Linked DNA regions of Macaca mulatta: region 2 is linked to region 1. Evidence: chromatin contacts called from public Hi-C data. All regions are on one chromosome and are shown on one strand. The core of a region is the stretch at or near the end of the contact, and the rest is flanking DNA. Distances in the headings are between cores, read along the strand shown.

The links. A called contact is a pair of places that touch in the nucleus more often than the background predicts.
Region 2: a Hi-C map of CD4 T cells shows a contact between it and region 1, with 2.5 times the contacts expected there. The contact joins the promoter of SPAG4 here to the promoter of ERGIC3 in region 1. A contact is called at or near these places in 2 of 14 Hi-C or Micro-C datasets (CD4 T cells and blood).

Annotation. Positions count from the first base shown.
Region 1 is chr10:88,353,433-88,357,513 of T2T-MMU8v2.0, reverse strand. ERGIC3 (ERGIC and golgi 3) reads right to left here and starts at 1,341. Exons shown (of 12, transcript XR_013399864.1): 1 at 1,234-1,341; 2 at 1,026-1,096; 3 at 819-906; 4 at 478-597.
Region 2 is chr10:88,433,948-88,438,321 of T2T-MMU8v2.0, reverse strand. SPAG4 (sperm associated antigen 4) reads right to left here and starts at 1,859. Exons shown (of 12, transcript XM_015149113.3): 1 at 1,392-1,859; 2 at 132-236. The coding sequence starts at 1,464.

The DNA of each region.
Region 1 (4,081 bases), core at 92-2,591:
CTGAAGCTCACAGACTGCAGGAGACAAAGTTAGATGTGAACCCAGGCAATGTGACTTGAGAACCTCAATTCTAATCTTAAACCGCCTGCATTCCAAAGGGGAAGGACATTAAGGGCTGAATTCAGCCGATGGGCTGGGAAAGCAAACACTCAAGAGAAGCCTGGGTCCATCTAGACAGTTCTACCAAGGTAAGAGCACATAAGACCTATCTTCAAACCTCTCGTATTCAAACTACCATGTGCAGGTATTGAGGACCTCTGAGAATAGCAGTCAGGTAGATTACCCGACTCAGTATGTATAGAGGATTTTAGCTCACTCTGACTCTTACTAAGCTGGGGGACCCTAGGCAAGTCACTTGACTTCTCTAGGTCTTAGTTGTTTAATATATCACTATGCCTGCCACAGTCCACTTGCCAGCATGTAGGCTTGGGAACGTCCAGCTTTGGGATCTGAGACCCAGCCCCTTCCCCTGGTTACCATGCCGCTCAGCCTCTGAGCTCACGGGGATGCCATCTTTGTCTAGTCGTTGCTTGAACAGGTTGTGTTCCACATCCAGCTGCTGTTCCCCAGCCACATCCATGGCATCAATACTCAGATCTGGAAGCAGTAAAGTCAGGCTAAGGTACTGGGACCCTAGGGACAAGGGGATGTGGGTTTTGGAGGGGAAGGGGATACTGGGCCTGTCCTGGGGCAGAACGGGATTAGGAGAAGGAGGTTGTCCTGGGGTCCAGTCCAGAACCTAAGGGTAGAGGTGTGAATCTGGCAGCCCACATGAGAACCCTGGGTCTCTCCACTTCCATCCATGGTGAGGTACTCACAGGCACAAGGCATGTGCGGAAAAAGTACATCAATGTTGATCTTCAGTTTATCTCCCCGCGACTTGTCCACGTAGAGCTCAGGATGCACCTGGGGCAGCGATGCCTCAGTAAGACTTGGCCCCAAACCTCTCCTTCCCCACTCCCACCCCTAAAGGTCCTATCCTTAGAATGCCAAGCCCCGCCCACGCACTAAGCCCCGCCCCTTACCTCCGTGGTGAGGTAATACTGCAGCTCGGACAGGAACAGTAGCAGCATGAGAAGGCCACTGACAATGGTCACTGCAGGACAAGGGGCGAGGGTCAGAATGGCCTCGAATCCACTCCCTTAGACACCGGCAGGCCAGTCAGAGTCCAGGAGCCCGGGTCAAGCTCTAGGACGCCCCCCTCCCCGCGACCCCGGCCTCGCCGCGGCCTACCCGTGGCGCCCCCGCAGGTCTTGACCCGGAAGTCCTCCAAAGTCTTGGGGTAGGCATCGAACTGCTTCAGCTTCCCCAGCGCCTCCATGGGGACCGGCCGGAAAGGGGACGCCAGCCGGCCCGCCCCTACAGATTCCCTCTTCCGGCCTGGAGCCACGCCCCCTCTTTTTCCTCACGCAGGCGCAGCAAGCCGCACCCTTGGCCCCACCTTTAGCCGCGTTCTCTTACCGGCGGCCCCGCCCACCAATGCTGTCACGCCCCCTTGCGCGGGCAATTGGGTCTGGACGCTACTGCCCGGGCCTCCGCTGTCCGGGGTGGGTCTTCTGAGGACCGGGGTGCGAGGAGTTCTCTGCGGGGTTAGAAACGCTAATAGCACCGTTCGTGTGCCTTGTGCTCGGAACTGCGCCAAGTGTTTAAGACTCTTGGAACATCTTGAAATATACTGGAACAGTAGTTTTTCGAGTGTACCGGTCCGGCCGCATCATTATCAACTGATTACCTATTAGAAATACAAATAATTGATTCCCACCTACTGAAGCCGAAACGCTAGGAATGGCACCCGGGTGATTCCGATGTAAAGTAAGGATGTCCGCTCTGAAAGCAGGTGTGACTTATCTCCGTTTTCCAAAGAGCAAACTGTGACCTGGAGAAGTTAATTAACTTGCCCAAGATCACAGCCAATTAATAGCAGGACCTGCTTCCAGCCCAGTTCTTCCGGACCTCAGAGTACTCTGGGAACCAGGGTCTTCTGGGGTGATTTTACCTAAAGAGCATCCCAGTGCTTCTCCTGAGCGCTGCTTTCTGAATATTACCCTAAATTGCTCTCCAGGCCCTGGGATCCTCACGGACACGCTCTGCCACTCCAGGTTTAGACTCAAGTGATGTGGAGCTTAAGCTGTCCCTGACAATTCCCATTGCAGCCCAGTGTCTCTAGCGGGACAGCTCCCACAGTAATGCAGCTGCAATGAGTAAGATATAAAAGCTCATAGGCTTTCATACAGGAATTCCACTTTAGGAAGTAAAAGCACCATGTCAAGGTTAATAGAAAAAATTTAAAAAAGAAAACATAAGCAGCTATCCAAGATTAATAGAAAAAAATTTTTAATAAAAATAAGGATAAAAGTACCATGATCTGGGTGGTTGTTACACCTTAGGATACTGAATCTGTCTCTTAACGATTTTAAGTGCACCACGTCATGAAGTTGTATGCCTCAGATTGTTCAATAGCAAAAATCTGGAACCAGCCAGAATGCCCATTGATACATTAAATAAACTGAATAAATCATGGTACACCCATTCTGTGGACTATTAGGCCACATTTCAAAATAATGAAGTAGATTTACTTCTTTAGGTATACTAAGAATATTTTTAAGGGGGAAAAGATGCAAAGTAATGTGCATTCTATCATTCCATTTTTTAATTTAAAAATTAGGCTGGGCACAATGGATCACACCTGTAATAACAGCACGTTGGGAGGCCGAGGAGGATCACATGAGGTCAGGAGTTCGAGACCAGCCTGGCCAACATGGTGAAACCCCCTCTCTACTAAAAATACAAAAATTAGTCGGGCGTGGTGGTGTGCTCCTGTAAACCCAGCTACTCGAGAGTCTGAGGCAGGAGAATCGCTTGAACCTGGGAGGCGGAGGTTGCAGTGAGCCGAGATCCTGCCACTGCATTCCAGCCTGGGCAACAGAGTGAGATCTGTCTCCAAAAATAAAAATAAAAAAATTAGCCAGGTGTGGTGGCATGCGTCGATAGTCTCAGTTACCTGGGAGGCTGAGGCAGAAGGATGGCTTGAACCCAAAGAGTTTGAAACTGCCGTTGTTACCAGGTTACCTGCAGTTGTTACCAGGATAGAGTTGTCCAGGTTCTTGGCGTGTTGAACAAAACGCATAAAGTAACAGAAGGGCAACGAAAGACAAACAGCAACAGAAGAACGGAATAACAAAAGCATAGACTTATTGAAGACAATTCAGAACCGCAGCTGGTTAGAGCAAGCGGCTCAAGAGCCTCCTCAATCAGGGTTTGCATTAAGCTAAAGGGACCCGGCAACACCCCAGGTGCCCTTAGAGGCCTCCAATTGGCTACACTCTATGAAGGATTGCCCTGCGACCAAATCAGAGGCTGAAATGGAGACTTGACCCACAGCCAATCAGAGGCTGAAGTGGAGATTTGGCCCCACGGTCAATCAGAGGCTGAAGTGGAAACTTCTGTCTTGTTATCATAGGCGTGAAGATGTGGCCTGTATGCTGCCTAGAACTGGCTGCACCCATTCATTTGCTTATCTCTTAACCCCCGTTACCCTGATTCCCTATTCTCCTGCCTCATAGTGAGCTATGATCACACCACTGCACTCCAGCCTGGGCGACAGAGCGAGACCTTCTCTCTCTGTGTGTATGTGTGTGTGTATATATAAACTGTTATATATATTATATATAGTTATATGTAAATTATTATATATAAATATATATATATATAAAACAATCTTAATCTTGTATGGGGAAATATGTATTTATATAATCATGAGAAAAGATTTGGAAGGACTCATGCTACACCTTTTGGGACAACTGGAGGAGGACTTTTCATGGAAGCCAAAATTTTTGGGTCTCCCAAAGCTAACAGGGCGGCAGAGGACACCTGGGATCCCCCTCTATTATCTGGGTTTCAGATTCCTGAGAAGACCAAGAATTCTATCAGAAATAGGTAATAAGGAATCTACTGATGGAATTAAGTCTAAAGCTCTGCTACCCTAAGCGTGATCCCTGGACCACAAACATTGGCCTTATCTGGGAATCTGTCAGAAATGCAGAATCCCAGGCCTCACCCCAAACCTGTAGAATCAGAATCT
Region 2 (4,374 bases), core at 610-3,109, 80 kb before region 1:
GGGCCAGGAGGATGAGTTGAGGCTCGGAGAGGGGCTTGATACTCAAACGGGGGCCGGGGGCTCAGAGAGAACTGGAGTTCAGAGAGGCGAACCCGAGGGTCAGAGGGGATCGCAGCTGGCCTGGCCCGTACTCAGAAAGCTCTTGAACACCCGCGAGGGAGGCATCTCCTGCCTCAGATCCAGGGTCGGCAGAAGGTCGAGCGGCTCCTCAGAGACTGCTGGAGACCCAGTGGGTTCTGCGGGAAACCAAGGGCTCCATTGGGGCCTTGCGCACCACAGACCTATTTTCCCCTCGAGACCCGGCCGCAGATTGCTGAGTCCAGAAGCCAGAAAGCTGGGAAGCCTCTCAAAGGCTTTGGTCCCACCGCAGCCCTATCCCGGCTCCCGCTCCGCCCTCTGAAGCCCCGCCCCTCAGGGAGGCTCCGTCAAGACTTGGTCTCCTGGGCGGGGCGCGGTGGCTCACGCCTGTAATCCCAGCACTTTGGGAGGCCGAGGCGGGCAGATCACGAGGTCAGGAGATCGAGACCATCCTGGCTAACACGGTGAAACCCCGTCTCTACTAAAAATACGAAAAAACTAGCCAGGCGAGGTGGCGGGCGCCTGCAGTCCTAGCTACTCGGAAGGCTGAGGCAGAATGGCGTGAACCCGGGAGGCGGAGCTTGCAGTGAGCAGAGATCACGCCACTGCACTCCAGCCTGGGACACAGAGCAAGACTCCATCTCAAAAAAAAAAAAAAAAGAGTTGGTCTCCTGGCCGCGCTTGGTGGCTCACGCCTGTAATCCCAGCGCTTTGGGAGGCCGAGGCGGGCGGATCACCTGAGGTCGGGAGTTCGAGGCCAGCCTGACTAACACGGAGAAATACCGTCTTTACTAAAAACACAAAAATTAGCCGGGCGTGGAGGCGCATGCCTGTAATCCCAGCTACTCGGGAGGCTGAGGCGGGAGAATCGTTTGAACCCGGGAGGCGGAGGTTGCGGTGAGCTGAGATCGTGCCATTGCACTCCAGCCTGGGCAACAAGAGGGAAACTCCGTTTCAAAAAAAAAACGGAGTTGGTCCCACCCCCAAAAGGATGACCCCTCCCCAGCCTTAGGTCTTGGTGGAGCCCGATTGTCCTGGGAGCCACTCACGCTAACACTGAGGCCGCACCTTCTCAGTGGCGCCCAACCACAAGATTTTACCCGCCCCTTCCAATAACCATTGAGGACACCGAGGCTCCGCCCCTTAAGGGATCTCATTTAGCACCTCCCCTTTACCCTACAGAACCCACCTTGTAGGAGGTGCCCAGATATCATCTTAGTCCCATTCCCGCCCGGCACCACCCTTTAGGCCCCGCCCCCTCCATCGGCTCACCCGGGGTCGACCCCGCCCGCACCCGAGGCCCCGCCCCTCACGGTTGCCGCGCCACAGGCTGTCTGCCAGTTGTGGCTCCGAGGCGCAGGCTTCTGCCGAGAGCTTCCTGCCCATGTGGTTCCTCCGGGCACTCCCGCGCTCAAGGCGGGCTCACCGCAGCTCGGGCCCCGGGCTCCTCTGCCCTCGGGGTCCCCAGGCCCCGGCCCCGCTGACCGGAGCCCGTTGCTGTCCTCCGAGGTGATGCTCACTGAGCTGTTCTCGCTGAAAAAGTTGGGTGTGTGCTTGCGCGAGGACGAGGCCGAGCCCGGGCGGGAGCTTCGCCGCATCCTGACCCCCTGCTGCCCAGTCACGGACGCTAAAGCCGCCGCCGCGGTCGCCAAGGCCCTGGGGCCTCCTTCAGCCGCTGCGCGCCGCGGGGACCACACGGACCCTGCTTGAAGTCTGCAGGCCCCGCGGCCGCACCTGCCCTCCCGCTGTGTCCCGGCCGGCTGCTGACGTCACAGAGGAGCCTCGGTCTCCACGGGCCGCCCTGGCCGCGCGTCACGGAACTGGCCGTGACGTCACCGGGAGCCGTAGCCATGGCAGCCTCTCCTTCTGACTTTGTTGTTGTTGTTAAGAGACAGGGTCTTTCTCATTGCCCAGGCTGGAGTGCAGTGGCTTGATATAGCTCATTGTAACTTCGAACTCCCAAGCTCAAGCGATCCTCCTGCCTCGGCCTCCCAAAGCGCTGGGAGTACAGGCGTCAGCCACCGCGCCCGGCCTCTTTTAAAGCAATGATGTCACAGCACTTCCCAGAAAACCCCATCTAAAATGGCACTCAGTGTATAACAGATTCTTGGCCGGGCGCGGTGGCTCAAGCCTGTAATCCCAGCACTTTGGGAGGCCGAGACGGGCGGATCACGAGGTCAGGAGATCGAAACCATCCTGGCTAACACGGTGAAACCCCGTCTCTATTAAGAAATACAAAAAACTAGCCGGGCGAGGTGGCGGGCGCCTGTAGTCCCAGCTACTCGGGAGGCTGAGGCCGGAGAATGGCGTGAACCCGGGAGGCGGAGCTTGCAGTGAGCTGAGATCCGGCCACTGCACTCCAGCCTGGGCGACAGAGCGAGACTCCGTCTCAAAAAAAAAAAAAAAAACAACAGATTCTTTCTCTCTCTTTCTTTCTTTCTTTCTTTCTTTCTTTCTTTCTTTCTTTCTTTCTTTCTCTTTTCTTTCTTTCTCTTTCTTTTCTTTCTTTCTCTTTCTTTTCTTTTTCTTTTTTTTTTGAGATGGAGTCTCACTCTGTTTCTTTCCTTCCTTCCTTTCTCTTTTCTTTCTTTTTTTTTTGAGATGGAGTCTCACTCTGTTGCCCAGGCTGGAGTGCAATGGCACGATCTTGGTCCACTGCAACCTCCGCCTCCCGGGTTCAAGCGATTCTCCTGCCTCAGCCTCCTGAGTAGCTGGGATTACAGGCATGCACCACCACTCCTGGCTAATTTTGTATTTTTAGTAGAAACGGGGTTTCTCCATGTTAGTCAAGCTGGTCTTGAACTCCCGATCTCAGGTGATCCGCCTGCCTCGCCCCTCTCGGCTCCTGGGATTACAGGCATGAGCCACCGCGCCCAGGCTTATTTTTTATTTTATTTTATTTTATTTTTTTTTTTTTGAGACAGAGTCCTGGTCTGTCACCCAGGCTGGAGTGCAGTAGTGCAGTCTCATCTCAGTGCAACCTCCGCCTCACAGGTTCAAGCGATTCTCCTGCCTCAGCCTCCTGAGTAGCTGGGATTACAGACACCCGCCATCATGCCCAGCTAATTTTTGTATTTTTGTAGAGACAGCGTTTTACCATGTTGGCCAGACTGGTCTCGAACTCCTGACCTCAGGTGATCTGCCTGCCTGGGGCTCCCAAAGTGCTAGGATTACAGGAGTCAGCCACCGCGCCTGGCCGCTTTTAAAGCAAGCGATGACGTCACAGCACTTCCTAGAAAACCCCATCTAAAATTGCACTTAACGAATAACAGTTTCTATCCCCCATCTCTGTTTTGTTTTTCTCCTCAGCACGTATCACTAACATGCTATATATTTCATTTCTATCTTTCTTTTTTGAGATGAGGTCTCACTCTGTTGCCCAGGCTGGAGTGCGGTGGCAGGATCTCAGCTCACTGCAACCTCCATCTCCCGGGCTCAAGCAATCCTCCCGAGTAGCTGGGACTACAGGGGCCTGCCACCACACCCAGCTAATTTTTGTATTTTTTGTAGAGACGGGGTCTCACTATGTTGCCTAGGCTGGTCTTTAACTCCTGAGCTCAAGTGATCCACTCACTTCTGCCTCCCAAAGTGCTGGGATTATAGATGTGAGCCACCTTGCCCGGCCCATTTATTTATTTCCTTATTGCCTACCATGTCCACTAGAACATAAACTTAACGCGGGCACAGATTTTCATTCACTACTGTATCCTCCAACACCTAGATAAGCCTAGCATGTAGTAGGTGCTCAAATATTCGCAAATAATGAATGTTAAGAAGGAGCAGGGCATCACTTAGGGCACTTCTAAATGCTTAGTCCCCTTTGCTCTGCAAGCCCTTCAGTCCCCTCCTCTCATCCTAGACATCAGGTCAGAGAGCTTATTCAGGATCTGTGGGTCCCTCCCCCAGACCCATATTTCCCAGGGGTCTGTGGGTTGAGAATTCAGCACCCACCAATCATCATACCCACACTCAGGCTGCACACCTGAGCCATGGAGGAAAGAATGAGGAATCAGATGGTCACAGCCAGAAGACTAGAGGTCCCCAAACTCTTGCTATGTAACAGAATATCAGTGCAGCTTATAGAAATTCAGCTTCCCAGGCAAACCTTGTGATTCTACTGCAGATACTGCAGAATTTCTGAGTTGACCCAGGAATGCTTTTTTGTTTTGTTTTTGTTTATTTTTTAGACAGAGTCTTGCTCTGTGGCCAGGTTGGAGTACAATGGTACGACCTCAGCTCACTGCAAGCTCTGCCTCCTGGGTTCAAGCAATTCTCCTGCCTTAGCCTCCCAAATGG